2 separate regions of the Mus musculus genome follow, and region 1 is linked to region 2. Evidence: chromatin contacts called from public promoter capture Hi-C data. All regions are on one chromosome and are shown on one strand. The core of a region is the stretch at or near the end of the contact, and the rest is flanking DNA. Distances in the headings are between cores, read along the strand shown. Region 1 overlaps Lmod1 (leiomodin 1 (smooth muscle)). Region 2 holds the start of Elf3 (E74-like factor 3).

The links. Promoter capture Hi-C pulls out the DNA fragments that hold promoters and counts their contacts.
Region 1: a contact with region 2 is called in a promoter capture Hi-C map of the HPC-7 cell line, with 2.4 times the contacts expected there. The contact joins the enhancer-like site here to the promoter of Elf3 in region 2. A contact is called at or near these places in 14 of 39 promoter capture datasets (the C10 cell line, the HPC-7 cell line, cranial neural crest and 10 more), 13 of 484 Hi-C or Micro-C datasets (the G1E-ER4 cell line, the HPC-7 cell line, bone marrow-derived macrophages and 3 more), 8 of 115 datasets of contacts at active chromatin or transcription factors (cardiomyocytes, embryonic stem cells, epiblast stem cells and 1 more) and 4 of 9 other capture datasets (adipose tissue, embryonic stem cells, liver and 1 more).

What each region holds. Positions count from the first base shown.
Region 1 is chr1:135,342,619-135,345,647 of GRCm38.p6, forward strand. All of the region lies in intron 1 of Lmod1 (leiomodin 1 (smooth muscle)), which reads left to right. Among named protein-coding and RNA genes, the nearest start is that of Lmod1, 19 kb to the left of the region's middle. Within about 2 kb of position 1,658, at least 1 of the 459 cell types and tissues checked has an H3K27ac peak or open chromatin away from gene starts, as enhancers often do. A contact at or near this core is called in the HPC-7 cell line, where this site is marked.
Region 2 is chr1:135,256,827-135,259,733 of GRCm38.p6, forward strand. Elf3 (E74-like factor 3) reads right to left here and starts at 1,646. Exons shown (of 9, transcript NM_007921.3): 1 at 1,523-1,646; 2 at 789-956; 3 at 179-400; 4 at 1-48. The coding sequence starts at 948.

The sequences.
Region 1 (3,029 bases), core at 408-2,907, 86 kb after region 2:
GGGGAACTAACTAGTCTGTCCTCCTGCTTCCATAAACACACGCTGAAGTGCTATGCCAGATGCACACAACACGAAGGGAAGCAAGGTAATTCCTCTTTATGAAAACCACAGAGAAGCACCGCACACCCGCAGACACAGGTGGACTACCTGGCTGGCATCTTAAGAATCACATATATGGCCAGATTCATTCAGCCACAGCGATGATGAGTCTAATGCCCCCTGTCTGTGTCAACCCTTGTGGGTACATATGTGTCACATGTGAGCCTCCTGTGTGCCTGGTATGACAGATGAGGAAACTGAGCCTTCCTGAGGTCATATAGCTGGTGCCCAAGAAGGGTCTGAATTCTCTCTTTTGTCCTTAACTTGAAACAAATCATGTATAAGTTAAAAGAAGACAAATACTTTACTGTATATGTGTGTGCATATGGTGTGTGTGTGTGTGTGCAGAAGACAGTTTTGTGGAGTCGTTTCTCTCTGTCCACTTTTTTAAAAAAAGATTTATTTATTGATTATATGTAAGTACACTGTAGCTGTCTTCAGACACCCCAGAAGAAGGTGTCAGATCTCATCACGGATGGTTGTGAGCCACCATGTGGTTGCTGGAATTTGAACTCAGGACCTTTGGAAGAGCAGACAGTGCTCTTAACCACTGAACCATCTCTCCAGCCCTCTCTGTCCACTTTTATACAGGTTCTGATACTTTATCCCAGGTCATTAGGCTTGTGCAACAAGCCCCTTTACCCACTGAGCCATATTGCTGGCTCAGATTGTGTGTAACTCAACAGAAAACAAACAGACCCAACCAACCTCTTTCTCTGCTAGAGCAGAGAGTGAGTACACTTGCACATTTGCATCTTTAAGGCTAAGTGCTGTTGAGTCCTGGTGGCTGCCTCAGAGTCCTGACCCTGTGCACACCCTGAAAACTCCACTCTGAGCCGAGGTCTGACTGGGTCTGCACGAGCTTTGACAGGTTGAGAAGAATGGCTGCTGAAAAGCACTTTTGGCCTTTCTGTTGTGATTCCTTCTTCTGCTGGCCCAGGGGAGCCTGGGGTCCTGACTCCCCTTCCCACCCTTCTCCCTCACCATAGATTTGATTTAACTCATGAAACTTCAGTCCTCTCTTCAAAACTGCTTTGTCTTTCTCTCTTGAAGCTTTTTGTCCCCAAACTTTGCTTTGGAAGAGGCGGTGATCTCCCAGCTTGCCTCTTGCTAAGGACACTGGAGCCACCATACAAGCCTAGAGTTTTATAGTTCATCAGAAACAAACAAACAAACAAACAAACAAACAAAAAAATGGGTCCCAGGAGAAGTGACAGACATCCTAGGCTTAAATCGTCCCCTACAGCCACCATTGGCCACACGCTCAGTAATGGCTTGCTGTACAAGGGAGAGGACTTGAGTTCAGGCCTCAGGACCCACATAAAAACCCAGGCAGAGCCAGCTTGCACGACTTGCAATCCTTGCACTGAGGAGGCAGAGCCAGGTGTGCTCCTGGAGCTTGTTTGTGGCCCGCCAGAATCTGGCTTCCAGTTCTGGAGAGACAAGGGACCAGCATGGGGCGGGTGTGTGTGTGTGTGTGTGTGTGTGTGTGTGTGTGTGTGTGTGTATGCGCATATGCAGAAACAGGAAGCTGGGAGATCACATTTTTAACTGAAAGCAGGAAGCAAGGGCTGGAACTGTAGGGTCAGAGTTTAAGCTTTCCAAGGTCACCCAGTAATGGACTCCTCTAGTAATGGTGACACTTCCAAAAGACTGCACCAGATACTGACACCAGCTGAGGACTGAATGTTCACATGCCTAAGCCTGAGGAGACATGTCTCATCAATTTTACAATATAGCTATATATGTATATATACACGTGTACATGTATATGTGTATAATTTCACATTATATTTCCTTTGGAATGTACAATATAAGATGGTATTTTTAAAACATCTTTACAAGTCAGAGATAATTAGAAATCATTATCTCTCTTGTAGTCTCAAATGGAATTGAAAAACAGAGTGTGTCCTTTGCTTAAAAAGGATTTGTTAAGACAAATAGTGGTACATGCTTTTAGTCCCAGGACCCAGGAGATTGAGGCAAATTGATCTCTGTGAGTTTGAGGCCAGTCTGGTCTACAAAGGAAGTTCTAAGACAGACATGGCTACACAAAAACCCTGTCTTGAAAAACCCAAAAAATAACAATAAAAAAAAAATTTAGTCACATCACTTGGGAGGCAGAGGCAGATGGATCTCTGAGTTCAAAGCCAGCCTGGTCTACAGAGTGAGTTCCAAGACAGGCAGGGCTATACAGAGAAGCCCTGTCTTAAAAAACCAAAGATAAATAAATAAATAAAAGTTTAAGCAATATAAGAAATTAATTCAGGCCGGGCGTGGTGGCGCACGCCTTTAATCCCAGCACTCGGGAGGCAGAGGCAGGCAGATTTCTGAGTTCGAGGCCAGCCTGGTCTACAACGTGAGTTCTAGGACAGCCAGGACTATACAGAGAAACCCTGTCTCAAAAAAACCAAAAAAAAAAAAAAAAAAAAAGAAATTAATTCAGTGTGGTGGCTTTGTGCCTGTAATCCCAGCACCTAGGACACTGAGGCAGGAGCATCACTGTTATTGATACTTAAAAAATCAAATAGAAAGAAACGAACGAGGGAAAGACAGCAGAAGGCAGGAAGAGTGGGGCAGAGGGAAGGAAAGAAGAAATGGTAAAAAGAAAGGTTGTGGTTTTACTTGCTGTAATTTCTCTATTATTTGTTTACATTTAAGGCCAAGATTGCTTTCAATTGTCTTTTCTTTCCATTGAGATATAATTCATATACTATAAGATTTACCCTTCTGAAGTATGCAGTTCAGGGCTGGGCTGTAGCCCAGTGGTACAGCATTTGCCTCGCTTGTGTAAGTCCTAGGTTCAGTCTCCAGTACTGCCCCAAAGGGGTACAGTTCGATGGACTGGTTTGTCTTTGTTTAATCATACTAAAAAAGTTGTGCAATCACAACTTTTACTACCGAATTCCAAACTATTCTTTGATAACCTC
Region 2 (2,907 bases), core at 396-2,895:
TCTCCAGCAGCTCGATGATCCAGCTGAGTTCATCAGAAGAGTTGGAGGCTGGCGGAGGCAGGGAGGGAGAGCGTCACTGACCATGGTTCCGGCAGGGGCTCGATGGCTGCACCCTCCTGCCCAAGTCCCAGCCACCTCGCTCACTCTCTAGGCCCTGTGGCTCCCAGCCTAGACTTACTGAGGTCCCGAAGCTGGGCATGGAGCTGGTCTCCCAGAGGTCCAAAGACTAGCCGCAGCTCCTCCAGCGCACAGCTGCAGAGGGTGGCTCCGTCCATGTCGCAGCGGGAGAAGTCGATGGAGCTGGCGTCATACTTGTTCTTCTCCACTTGGTAGCTGATCCACTCCAGAACCTGGGTCTTCGACCAGAACTGGGGCCGCTCGCTAGTCCAGCTTGCCTTCTCTGCAAGGTGGAGTACAGCCAGAGGATCAGTCCTGTCCCTTTGGGATCTTGTCTGAGGTCCTACACAACCCGAGGAGGGGCGGAGAGGGACAGATACATATCCACAATCACAACATGGCTAGTTCTCAAGTTCATCCTCCCTTAATCTGTCACCACAGTTCTTATATTCCCACCACCTCAGCCACTACAGTCTTCTCGGGACTAGGAACACAGTCTAGCATAAATAAGGTCTTGTTTGGGTTCTTTCCCCAGTACTACACAAACATATGAATGAATAAATCCTCCCCAGCCACTAACTCCAGGATACCCTTCCTCCCTGTCCATTTATCATCTAAGAGCCTCTCAGATCATTGGTGTCCTGTCTGTAAAGATTTTACACAGCACTCACCTGGACCTTCCAGTGTCATCTGTTGGTTGTTCAGGGTCAACACCAAGTCTTCAGTGCCAAAGGTAGTCGGAGGAGCAGGAGCCAGGGTGGGGTCTTCTGAGCTGTACATGGCGTTGAAGTAGTTACTAAAAACGTTGCTGATCTCACAGGTGGCAGCCATGAGGGCCCCTGGGAAGAGGAGACAAGGTGGGGAGGGTACAGGTCAGGGTACACTTCCATTTCTGTCTGGCAAAGCCTGGGCAGCAACAGCCGAGAGGCAGGAAGTTCAGTGTTGCTGTAGACATTCTCTCTTCAACACCCCCCCCCTCCACCACACACACACAAACACACACACACCACCACCACCACCACCACCACCACCACCACCACCACCATCACCACCAAGAGCCAGCTACTTGGGGAAGCTGAGGTTGGATGCTCTCTTGAGCCTAGAAGGGTCAGGCCAGCTGGCGCCAAACTGGGAAATTCGGCTCCGAAAAATAAAAATAATCTCAAAGCGGGTGGGACCATGATACAAATTCTTCTGGGGCTCTCTCCACAAATCACGTGGGCTCCTGAACCAAAGAAGCCACCCTGTCCCTCCAAGACACCGATCTGGTCTCTGACCAGTCCCAGAATACACCCACAGTAGCCCCAACACTCCAGCTAGGAACCTCCAAGCCTGAGTGATTAAGTTCAGAACTGTAAATCCACTGGACGGTTCCTGAAGCCAGAGTTAGGGAATGTGACCGTACCGAGGTGTGTCAGGGTTCGGTGTGGCAGGCGGGTGAGCAGGCTTCTGAGGCCACAGGAAGGGAAGAAATCTAAGCGGTCGAAGGCTCCGCAGGTAGCAGTGATGAGTGTGGCCAGGGCGCTGCCCCCACCCGCTCTAAATAGAGCAAAGCAGGAGCTCCTCCCCTCCAGGTCTTCGGCGTACGTCCCCGGTTGTAACCTGAGCTGGTGGCTCATTGGATGCTGGGGATTTCCTGGCCTTCAGACTGGGCTCCCTGTCCCAGGTGATTTGCATATTCCGTGCCACTTGGCCCAGATCCTAGCAGGCGGTGCTGGGAAATCAGGCCTGGCTGGTTTAATGATTGTCAGAATCTGTCATTCCGCACCCTCTGGGGTTGGGCCCTGGGTACTGAACTGGGCAGGTGGCGGGAACATTGCAGGGGTGGGCATCTGTGCCTTAGGCTGCCCTCTGGCCCTGGAAATTCTTCCTGGGGGCCTGGCCAGGGCTGAACTGGGGAGGAGAAAGCAAGGCAAGGAATCTGAACCGGTGGCTGGGTCAAGACTGATGCTTCCAACTGTCTAGAGGTCTAGAGACAAGAAGGGCCTGGTGAAAGTTACCGAGGCTAAGGGGTTTCCTCCACAACACCCAGAAGCTGGGATTCTGAAAGCGGCTAGGCAACACACTGGGCAACATTCACGGTCCAGTGGTGGTTTGGGTCTGATAGTCTGTCTAGTCAGCTACAGAGACCATTTGCTGGCACTTTGCCTGTCTGGAGCCCACCCAAACGCGATGGTTGCTGAAGCGGTAGAGATCAGACACTACTTCAAGTCTTCCCTTGGTGCCTGTGGCGCTCTCCTCGCCTAGGGTCGGCTGGCGGTGCTGTTTGGTTTATCCGCGAGTCTGGTCTGCTCCTGATTACCCTTCTCTCCGCCCACTCCATTAGTATCTGCCTGCTGCCCTCTAGTGGTCAGAAGCCCAACATTTGAGTCATTACAAAGACAAACAGGATGCACATGTTAATTTACTGTTTACCGGGGCCCTTAAAAAACAAAAACAAATTGGGGTGGAGGAGGGCAGCGCACATCTTTAATCCCAGCACTCCTGAAGTAGAGGTAGAAGGATTTCTGAGTTCGAGGCCAGCCTTGTCTACAGAGTGAGTTCCAGGACAGCCAGGGCTACACAGAGAAACTCTGTCTTGAAAAACTAAAACTACAGAACAAAATCCCTCTGGAGATGCAGGAAATTGAACCCAGAGCTTCTTATGCAAGCATTCTACAAATGGGTTCTAGTCCCAGGATTCTGTTCATTTTTGAAACTTTGTCTAGCTACATATACCAGGCTGGCCTCAAACTCAAGAGACAGGCTCTAGAGATGGGTTAAAGGGTAACTACCCAGACCAACACCAGA